Linked DNA regions of Mus musculus: region 2 is linked to region 1. A link is a contact called in public HiChIP or PLAC-seq data. All regions are on one chromosome and are shown on one strand. The core of a region is the stretch at or near the end of the contact, and the rest is flanking DNA. Distances in the headings are between cores, read along the strand shown. Region 1 overlaps Parva (parvin, alpha). Region 2 overlaps Tead1 (TEA domain family member 1).

The links. HiChIP or PLAC-seq counts read pairs in DNA pulled down with a chosen protein or histone mark.
Region 2: a contact with region 1 is called in a FOXA1 HiChIP or PLAC-seq map of pancreatic cancer cells. The contact joins two enhancer-like sites. A contact is called at or near these places in 1 of 15 datasets of contacts at CTCF or cohesin (the NIH/3T3 cell line), 1 of 484 Hi-C or Micro-C datasets (embryonic stem cells) and 1 of 115 datasets of contacts at active chromatin or transcription factors (pancreatic cancer cells).

The regions. Positions count from the first base shown.
Region 1 is chr7:112,490,128-112,494,606 of GRCm38.p6, reverse strand. All of the region lies in intron 1 of Parva (parvin, alpha), which reads right to left. Among named protein-coding and RNA genes, the nearest start is that of Gm45998, 41 kb to the right of the region's middle. Within about 2 kb of position 2,711, at least 44 of the 459 cell types and tissues checked have an H3K27ac peak or open chromatin away from gene starts, as enhancers often do. A contact at or near this core is called in the NIH/3T3 cell line and pancreatic cancer cells, where this site is marked.
Region 2 is chr7:112,718,888-112,723,366 of GRCm38.p6, reverse strand. All of the region lies in intron 1 of Tead1 (TEA domain family member 1), which reads right to left. Among named protein-coding and RNA genes, the nearest start is that of Tead1, 42 kb to the right of the region's middle. Within about 2 kb of position 2,541, at least 151 of the 459 cell types and tissues checked have an H3K27ac peak or open chromatin away from gene starts, as enhancers often do. A contact at or near this core is called in the NIH/3T3 cell line and pancreatic cancer cells, where this site is marked.

The DNA.
Region 1 (4,479 bases), core at 1,462-3,961:
CCCAAGAGACTCAAAGGTAGTCACAGAGCGGCTGTATTTGAAGATTTTGTCTAAAACGTAATATTTCATACTGCTAATAGTAATAGAAGCTTCCTTGTAGCTTTGCATCGCCTTGTTGGTGATCCAGCATGACAGAAGCTTCTAGACACTTTGAAAAAAACATGCCTTCAGGCACCAAAATCTGCTTTTCAAAACGGATCATCTGTGGTGGGAATCGTTTCCGAAACCCATTGTTCAAAGGCTGAGCAGAAAAGCCACACAACAAGGCCAGTGTTGGTTGCTGTCAACTGTCAGTTTGCACCAAAGCCATCACATATTCATATTGACGGCTTTATTTTTCCACCCCAGGCAGGGGTCTGAGCAGGGTCATGAAGACTGATCAAACTTCAGCAAGCAGGGAAGGGAAGGGCAGGTGGAGGGCAGAAGCTCTCCCGTCACACTTAACGGCAATAAATTCCTGACCAGTCCCATTATCTCATGCTGTCACTGTCCCTGTGTCAGCCTGCTTAGCTAATGCTGCAAGGAGTTATGGGTAGTGGTCTAGAGAAGTGACAAACTTTCAAATACTATTTCCTTTCTCGTTTGCTATCTCTACTGCGTTAAAGTGACAAAGGTTACCTAGTGATTTCGCTCCTTGTTCTCTTTATCTTCCTTTTTGTGCTGTGATATAGCTTGAGTCCTCTTGTTTCTTTTTAAAAATTCTACATTAATAAAAATGTGCCTTCAAGGTGTTTTATTTCAGACTAAATATATCAAATCTATTCATTCCCACATATATTTCCCCATTCTGCCACCCGGGAGTGTCCGTTGCTCTTCAGTGATAGAGCGCACCAAGCCCAAAGCTGTGACCTTTCACCTATACTATGGAAAGAGCCTCTGTCTGCTTGTTCTTATTCTGACAAACTTGACCAGCCACTTAAGGTCCAAAGATATAGTTATATAGCCAAGTGGGAGCCACTGTGTAGTCTCTGCAGGCTCAGGATGATCTGGGAGTTTCCTAGTCCCTCCATAAACATTCTAGTCACACCAGAGTAATTGCCCATTTTCACCGGGCCTTGGCTACTCAACTGGAAAGTTGAGCATATTAATAATAGCTATATAGCTGGGTGTGGTGGAACATTCTTTAATATCAGCACTTGGGATGTGGAGGCAAGGAGGATCAAGAATTCAAGGCCAAATTTAGTACATAGTGACTTCAGGTCTGTACTACATGAGACCCTGTTTTTTTTTTGTTTTGTTTTGTGTTTTGTTTTGTGTTTGTGTTTTTCAAAAACATAAATAACGCCTAAGGTGTGTAAAGTCAGAGTATTAAATGAGCTAATACACATTTATTAGATGGGGTACTATTAAGCACATAAGCTAGCTTAGAAAAGCTATCATGGCTAGGCTTTAAAATCTCCCTGCAAACTAACGTGTTGATGGCTCGGTCCTGAGGGTAGTATTTAGAGGCAGGGCTTTGGATACAGGACTGAACTGAGGATTCTATCCTAAGCAGTGAGTGAATCCATTGATGTACACACGATTTGACGACATTATTACAAAAAAGGTAGGGCCTTTTTTTTTTTTTTAAAGATTTGTTTATTATTTTATGTAAGTACACTGTAGCTGTCTTCAGACACACCAGAAGAGGGAGTCAGATCTTGTTATGGATGGTTGTGAGCCACCATGTGGTTGCTGGGATTTGAACTCTGGACCTTTGGAAGAGCAGTCAGGTGCTCTTACCCACTGAGCCATCTCACCAGCCCAGGTAGGGCCTTTTTTGTCCATCTGTCTGTCCTGACTGCTGAGGGAGTCCTCGACCATGGGTTTTGGCTCACGCCAGGCCTAGGTCAATGGAGCCAGTTGACCATGAAAGAAAGCTTATGAATCCATGGCCCTGAATCTTTTCTCCTTCTATTGTTTTTCTTAGGCATTTTTATCATAGTGATGTAGAAAATAGAAAAGTGGCTAGCATACAGCATCTTGGAAAACATATAATCAATTGATTAGAACTCAAATGCCCAGGCCTGGACCACAGGACCTTACCCGTCATCAGGCCCCATCCAGGCTCACCCCATAGAACTCCACCCTGACTCATCATGCTCCAGTCACATACTAGCTTTTGGTTGCCTCTCTAAGGAACAATACAACCCACACCTCAGGACCTTTGCATATCTCAGCTTAACCTGTCATCTGAAAAACCCTGCTCATTGAGAAAACCAACTGCAGGTATCCACACCATTCTCTCCCCTTTATGATACTTAGCACGATTTGTAGCTGTGTAGCTAGTGGTTGGTTGGTTTGCTTAAAACCAGCTTCTGCTACTAGACTGGGAACACCATGAAACCAGGGAAGGCTCTCTCTCTCTCTCTCTCTCTCTCTCTCTCTGTGTGTGTGTGTGTGTGTGTGTGTGTGTGTGTGTGTGTGTGTGTCCCCAACCCTGAAGCTTCCATTCTCAGCTCCCAGGAACTACTCAACAGTTACCCATGCCTTGAATGGAAGAGGATGGATAGACAAATTTGACAGCCTGGAAGATAAGCATGGCCCCTTGTGGAAACCCTTTTGTTTCTTTCTCCTAATGAGTTCACTAAAGCTAATCTAATCCAGCTCACTAAAGCTGATCAAATCCGCCCCTGGCCAGAATCTGGGTTTTGCCTGAGAGTAAGGTGAGAATTACTGAGTCACCCAATTGCTTACTCAGAGAGGGTTTCTGAGTGTTTGCCACATACTTAGCAGCACAGAGCAGCTTGTGTTAAATAAATAAACAGACCTGAAGCCTCCCTCCACCCTGTCCCTACAGGGATGCTGGACTCAGGGGACACACATAATGACACAGGAGGCAATTAGATAATAGGATACAGCTAGGATAATTATTTGCCATGGTGAGTGACACACTTAAGGAAAACACTGGGACACAAGCAGGGAGATATCACTTGTGGGTACTTAGAGGAGCGTGTCCTCAGGACCAGGACAGGTATGCAGGAAGTCACCTTCTGCAAAGTGTTGGGAAGAGGCCACACGAGCAGGTTCCCTGGTGGGGTTGTGTCACTGACCTAGACTGACTAATGGGGGTCCAGTGGGGGAAATGCTAAAATCTCCCAGGGGAGCCCCTAAGACTCCAGGAAGAGGGGAGGTGATAGCTTTTAGGGGCTTTTGTTTGTTCTTGATGAATCATGGGATATCTACCATGTAGCACTTAACCTAGTGCTAACTAGTCTAGGTGGTGTATATTCAACTGTGCTTGCTGACAATCCATGTATACACACACACACACACACACATACATCGGAGAGAGAGAGAGAGAGAGAGAGAGAGAGGGAGAGAGAGAGAGAGAGAGAGAGGAAATTATCTGAATAGTTTAATAAATCATAAATAATATCCTCCCAAAAGTACAGGAAAAAGTCTCAAAATCAGTTACAAGCAATCTCAGAGGACAGAGAATTAGCACCACTGAGGTAATAATTCAAAACTTGTACATGAAATGTTTTGAAATATAAGATTATTCTGAGCGGCTGGAGGCATGGCTCAGCAGTTCAGGGCACTGGCTGCTCTTCAGAGGACCTGGGTTGGTTCCTAACACCCACATGACAGCTCACAAACAGCTGCAATACCAGTTCCGGGGGATCTGACCTCTCTTCTGCCCCCATAGGCACTGCACCCATGTTTACTATACATATACACATACAGGCAAATACTCATATACATAAAATTAAAATAAATCTTTAAGGAATGTTTTAGCAGATATGGAGGAAGCCATCAATAACATTCAACTAACTTACCCCTCCCTCCTTCCTTCTTCCTTTTCTTCCCTCCCTTCCTCCCTCCCTCCCCCTCCCTTCCTCCCTCAACCTGGGGATTAAATTCCAGCCTTCCACACACTAAGCAAGCATTCTACCACAAAGCTACCGTCTTAACCCCTTTAAAAAAGAAATTTGAATTTTAAATAGGATCTTGCTAAATTACCTAGGCTGACCTTGAACTTGTAATCCTCCTGCCCAGTCAGTCTCTTTAGTAGTTGAGATTATAGACATGTATCACTTCCAACATTAATTCTTTATAAGAATTCTTTAAAATCAAAAGATAGGATATTTCCCTCTATAAAGTTAGAAAAGGTGGGCTGCCAAGATGGCTTGAAGTGGCTTAAAAGCACTTGATGACAAACCTGATGACCTGTGTTTGATAGCTGGGACTCATGTGGTGGTAGGAGAGAACAGACTCTTGACTTCTGACCTCCGCACATATGACATTGGCTCCCACATGCTCTACCCCTATACTGGCTGGTTTTGTGTGTCAACTTGACACAGACTGGAGTTATCACAGAAAAAGGAGCTTCAGTTGGGGAAATGCCTCCATGAGATCCAGCTGTGGGTCGTTTTTTCTCAGTTGGTGATCAAGGGGGAAGGGCCCCTTGTGGGTGGTGCCATCCCTGGGCTGGTAGTCTTGGGTTCTATAACAGAGCAGGCTGAGCCAGGGGAAGCAAGCCAGTAAGCAACATCCCTC
Region 2 (4,479 bases), core at 1,292-3,791, 230 kb before region 1:
TACCAGAAGACTGGGTTTATTTGAGAGCCTCTAGCCCATAGGCCCTCAACCCATGCTGGAGCAGACACATCTGGCCATCCTCACCACAACAATGGCAGCTAAACCTCAGGAAGTCTCAACGTGGATCTATTTGTCACAGCTCAAACAGGTCCCGATACCTTTCCATCTGTCACAACTCAAACAGGCTCTGGATCCATTCGCTAGTAAGTACCTCTGTCAGTCAATAGGACCACGAAAGCTGAAGTTCTCTTGTCTCCTGATACTGCTGGGAATTCTCCCTGTCTTCCCCACCACTCAGACAAGGAGACAAACACTTGAGATCCATGCCACCAAGACTAAGCTCATCCTTAGTGCCACCTTCTGCCCAGTCTCTGGATGCTGCCAGAGGTCCACCTGACTTTCAACCCTTTAGACATCCTGCCACCTCCATAGGCTGTTGAAGACCAGCCCCTTACCCCACCTCCCACCTCCACAGTACATGATAACCCCAAATACCTTTGCTTCCCAGAGGATTGGACTGGGGTAGTTGTCCAAATTAAGCGGGTATAAGTACCAGCCAGGTAGAAGAGGGGATTAAATATCTGTAAGTGCTGGCACACAAAATCCAACCACAGGGAGCTAACCTCAACCCAGGGCTCCTAAGGCCCTTGGCTCATGCTCCTCAGCCCTCTGACCTCCACTGTTCATCTCAGAGTGACAACTGCCCCCATTTCCTCAGCCCTCTGACCTCCAATGTTCATCTCAGACAACGGCCCCAATCTCCTCAGATTTTTTTTTCAAGGAAAAAAAAAAAATCAATGAGCTGACCAGATGGTCAGTAAACCAGATTCTTGTGATGGTGTTTGCTCGGGTCTCCCACCATCACCAGGCAGCTTGAGCCCCTGCTGTGGAATGCTGTCCTCCACTATCCCAGGCAGCTCAGCAGGTCTGCTTTGCCGTCCAGGGTGGCTTGGTTCAGCAGTTTCTTGCCATGCCTACTTACAACTGACATTAGCTGAATTTGAGAATTGTAAGGTAGAAAATTTTTACATCTAAAAACCTAATGTTTAATTTTTTGCAAAAGCCTTCAAGTCTCCTGGTCAGTGCCACTCCTTTATGGTGCCTCTTTCTCAATGTCCCTCTACCCTACTAGGAGCACTCGAATGTCCCAACTTCTTCATTACTGTTCCTGTCACTGGCCATGGCAGTGCCTGCTCAACTGTGTTCTCCTCCACTGACTGCAAGTTCCTTGGAGACAGGCCTGCATGTTCTGCTCACAGCCTAAGCCTGTCTCCCAGCCCGGTGGGAGCTCAGCTGATTATTGTGGGCATGCATGGGTTAGATAAGTGAATAGTATCCTCAGAGTCGCTCCATCTGTAAGATCCCCATAGCTCCTTCTGGCTCAGTTAGGATAACATGTTCATGTCTGTGTTGCTGGCACAGGAGACAGGTGCAACTGGACGCTGACACTTGGCCCTCTGCAACTGATTCAGTACTTAAGTATACTTTACAATGCATTTCTCAGACCCATAGCAGACTTTCAGCTTTCCCCCATACCCATTGGTTCTAAGGGGTCACGGTCTGTAGTCCAGCCCAGGCTGATCTCGAACACAGGACAATCCACCTGCCTAAACCACATGAACTGCAGGTACGCTTAAAAGGTAACTTTTAAGTATCTTGTGGTTTCCAGCTAGCCTACAGAACTATAGAAATATACCATAAATATATATAGATATATAGATAATCTCATCTAATTCTTAAACTGCAATGGTCAGCCATTTATGAATGTTTTATTTCATCCTTAGAATATCAGTGTCATGGAAAGATCTTAAGGTCAAGTTTTGGACATTTGGCTTTCAAGGTCAGTACCTTCCCTTGTGATTACAGACACATTATTTTAATCTCTACCCATCTCCATTTCCTCATCTCTAGAATGAGGAATAAAACAAATCCAACTCACAAAACGTTTCAATGTCAGAATATCCCAACTGGAAAGTCAAGAGAATAGTCATTTTAGTCCACATGCCTCCAACTTAGAAAATGCAGTTTTCCTGAATTAAGTAGCAGTTATTAGATAAACTGCTATAGTAACTGTTATGTCAGAGTAGGTGACAGAATGTCACTCATGATAAACAAGGCCACCACCAAAGCCCAGACCCAGAGACACAAAGGCCAGAGGAACCCCAGATACACTTGCAGGCTGAGAGCAAATGGGCTGCAAACGTTGGGGCCTCCTAGGCAGGCCTCACCACGTGATTCACGATAGGACCCCAAGAGAGGTGGTTGTGAGCATGGTGTCTGCGGCAACAGAAATGAGCCAACCTGGAGAGTGAGCAGGGAGGGGAGGCTAGGAGTTCCCCTTCCAAAAAGGGCAAGAGGAGCCCTGCCCCAGTCCAGCCAGTCGGGCCAGGCAGCCCACAGGGAGCTTCCCGCCTTTTTCTTCTTCTTTCTTCTGCATGAACTTTCCCAAACCAGCTCTGCCTGTTTCACGCAGGAACCCGGCTTGCGAGTGCACATTTTATTATTTCAGAAGAAAGCATCTGCAGCCGGCTAGTGAGTCATCTGTAAGCCTTGTCAATCTGCCAGCAGCCTGCTCCTCTTCATTACAAACGTAAAGATAAAAGCCCTCACTGCATTAGCCGCCATCCGCCTCCACAGACAGCACAAATAAATTAATTGTGCCTCATCGCAAACAGCGGAGAGGTGTGCAGGAGGGGGGATGGGCTCCGTGTTTCATTAACAAATTAAATAGCAACAGAGCCACCGCACACCCGGCTACACTGCCAACTTTAGATTCTCCCACCAGGCAAGCACCCGGCCAGCATCACCCAGGTAGAGCGGCCACCATTAAGTGAGGGAGGAGTGAGGGAGGGTTGGAGGAGAGGGCGGCACTGTGAGGCCAGACCTAACCTTGGCATCCCCAGTGCAAGCCTGGAGCCCAGTCACCGAGTGCCCGTCAGACGCTGAGTGCTGCTGTGGCAAGCCCCCCCCCCCTTGCAGGGGGTGTTTCCACAGTTCTCCCCAGGCAAATAAGCAAACCAGTTCTGGGGCCCTGGTATGCATGGCCCAGTGAGAGAGCCTGTCATCAAGGCGACGCTGTCATACTGAGGATAGCAAACATTCCAGAAAGAACAGGGTGAGTCAAGACCAACTTGAAAAACACGTCAGACTCCCCCATACTACCAGCTAGGATTACACCCTCAAACACACCTCTCTGAGATTTCCTGCTTTAGTCACAGGCTATTTGTTACAATGCCGCGATTCTCTTCTCAGTCTATAGTACATCATTTAGGAAAGCTGCGTTGTGAGAGAGTTGAAGGCGTGTGACTAAAAACCATTCCTTTTATGTTTTTATCTCCAAAGACACAAACATAGTGCATGGGGGTGGGGACAGGAAATGGGAGCGGGGCGGGGGGGTGGGGGGAGAACAAAGAGAAGTCTAAAAAGAAGAGGAAAAGACCCCCAACTCTCCGAATGTCACCCTATTAACTCGTGACCTGTAAGGAAGTTAAGATCACAAACAGCTAATCCAACCATAAAATATGTCCAAAGTATTTATTATACAGATGGACATTTGGGCTCAGTTGTTAATTTAGTTGGTTTGTATTTTATCTGTAAAATCCCGGAATCTAAAAAATTCTACATAGGGGGAAAAAAAATTGACCTGAGCTAGCTAGCTAGGAGCTGCCCATAAAAAGCAAAGGAAATAAAAGCTTAAGAAGAAGAATAAGTCAAGCCATATGCAACCTTTCCACGATCCAAGAAAGAACTGAACACGTGCACCCCTGACCCAAGCCTTTGTAAAACACTCAGCATCTGCAGTGGGCCACAATGTTGCAGCACAGTGGAGCTCCAGACACTCCTCTGGAAAACAACTTAGGAGTCAGTAGCCATTGAGAACTAAAAAAATTCTTTTGTCTTTTAACTCATCAAATCCTGCTTCTGGAAACTGACCCTAAGAAAATAATCTACAATCACAGTAAGTCTGCATCTCAAAGTATCATTTATTAACATCATAAAATCGGGGGGGGGGGGAGGGGGAGGAGAGACATCTAAATACCCAACAACAAAGAACTGGGAAAGTAAACTCAGTCAGTCTGTAGGATGCAGGGTGAGACCATCAAAAGTCATCCTGAGAAAGACAGCCATGAGAAAAGCATTTGCTTACGGTCTCTGTGGTGGCAAGCCTACAGATACATGACAAAGCACTTCAGTGTGGGGGTCTACTGGTTATTTTAAAAGAGCTCTCTTTTTTTTCTGCTCTTTTGTTTTGCTTCCTTTATTGTTATTAGAGATTTTTTTTGTTGTCATGATAGTTATTATTTTGGTTTTTTTGTTTGTTTGTTTTGTGAAATAAGGAAAAAAATGTAGGGTATAGAGACAACTGCTTTGCTCACATTTAAAGGAGAATCAACACCAATGGCGCACGGGAAGGGGGTAGTCGACAGACCACACTTAATCCTGGAGCCTGTGTCCTAGCTTTGCCCCCAGTGACATGTG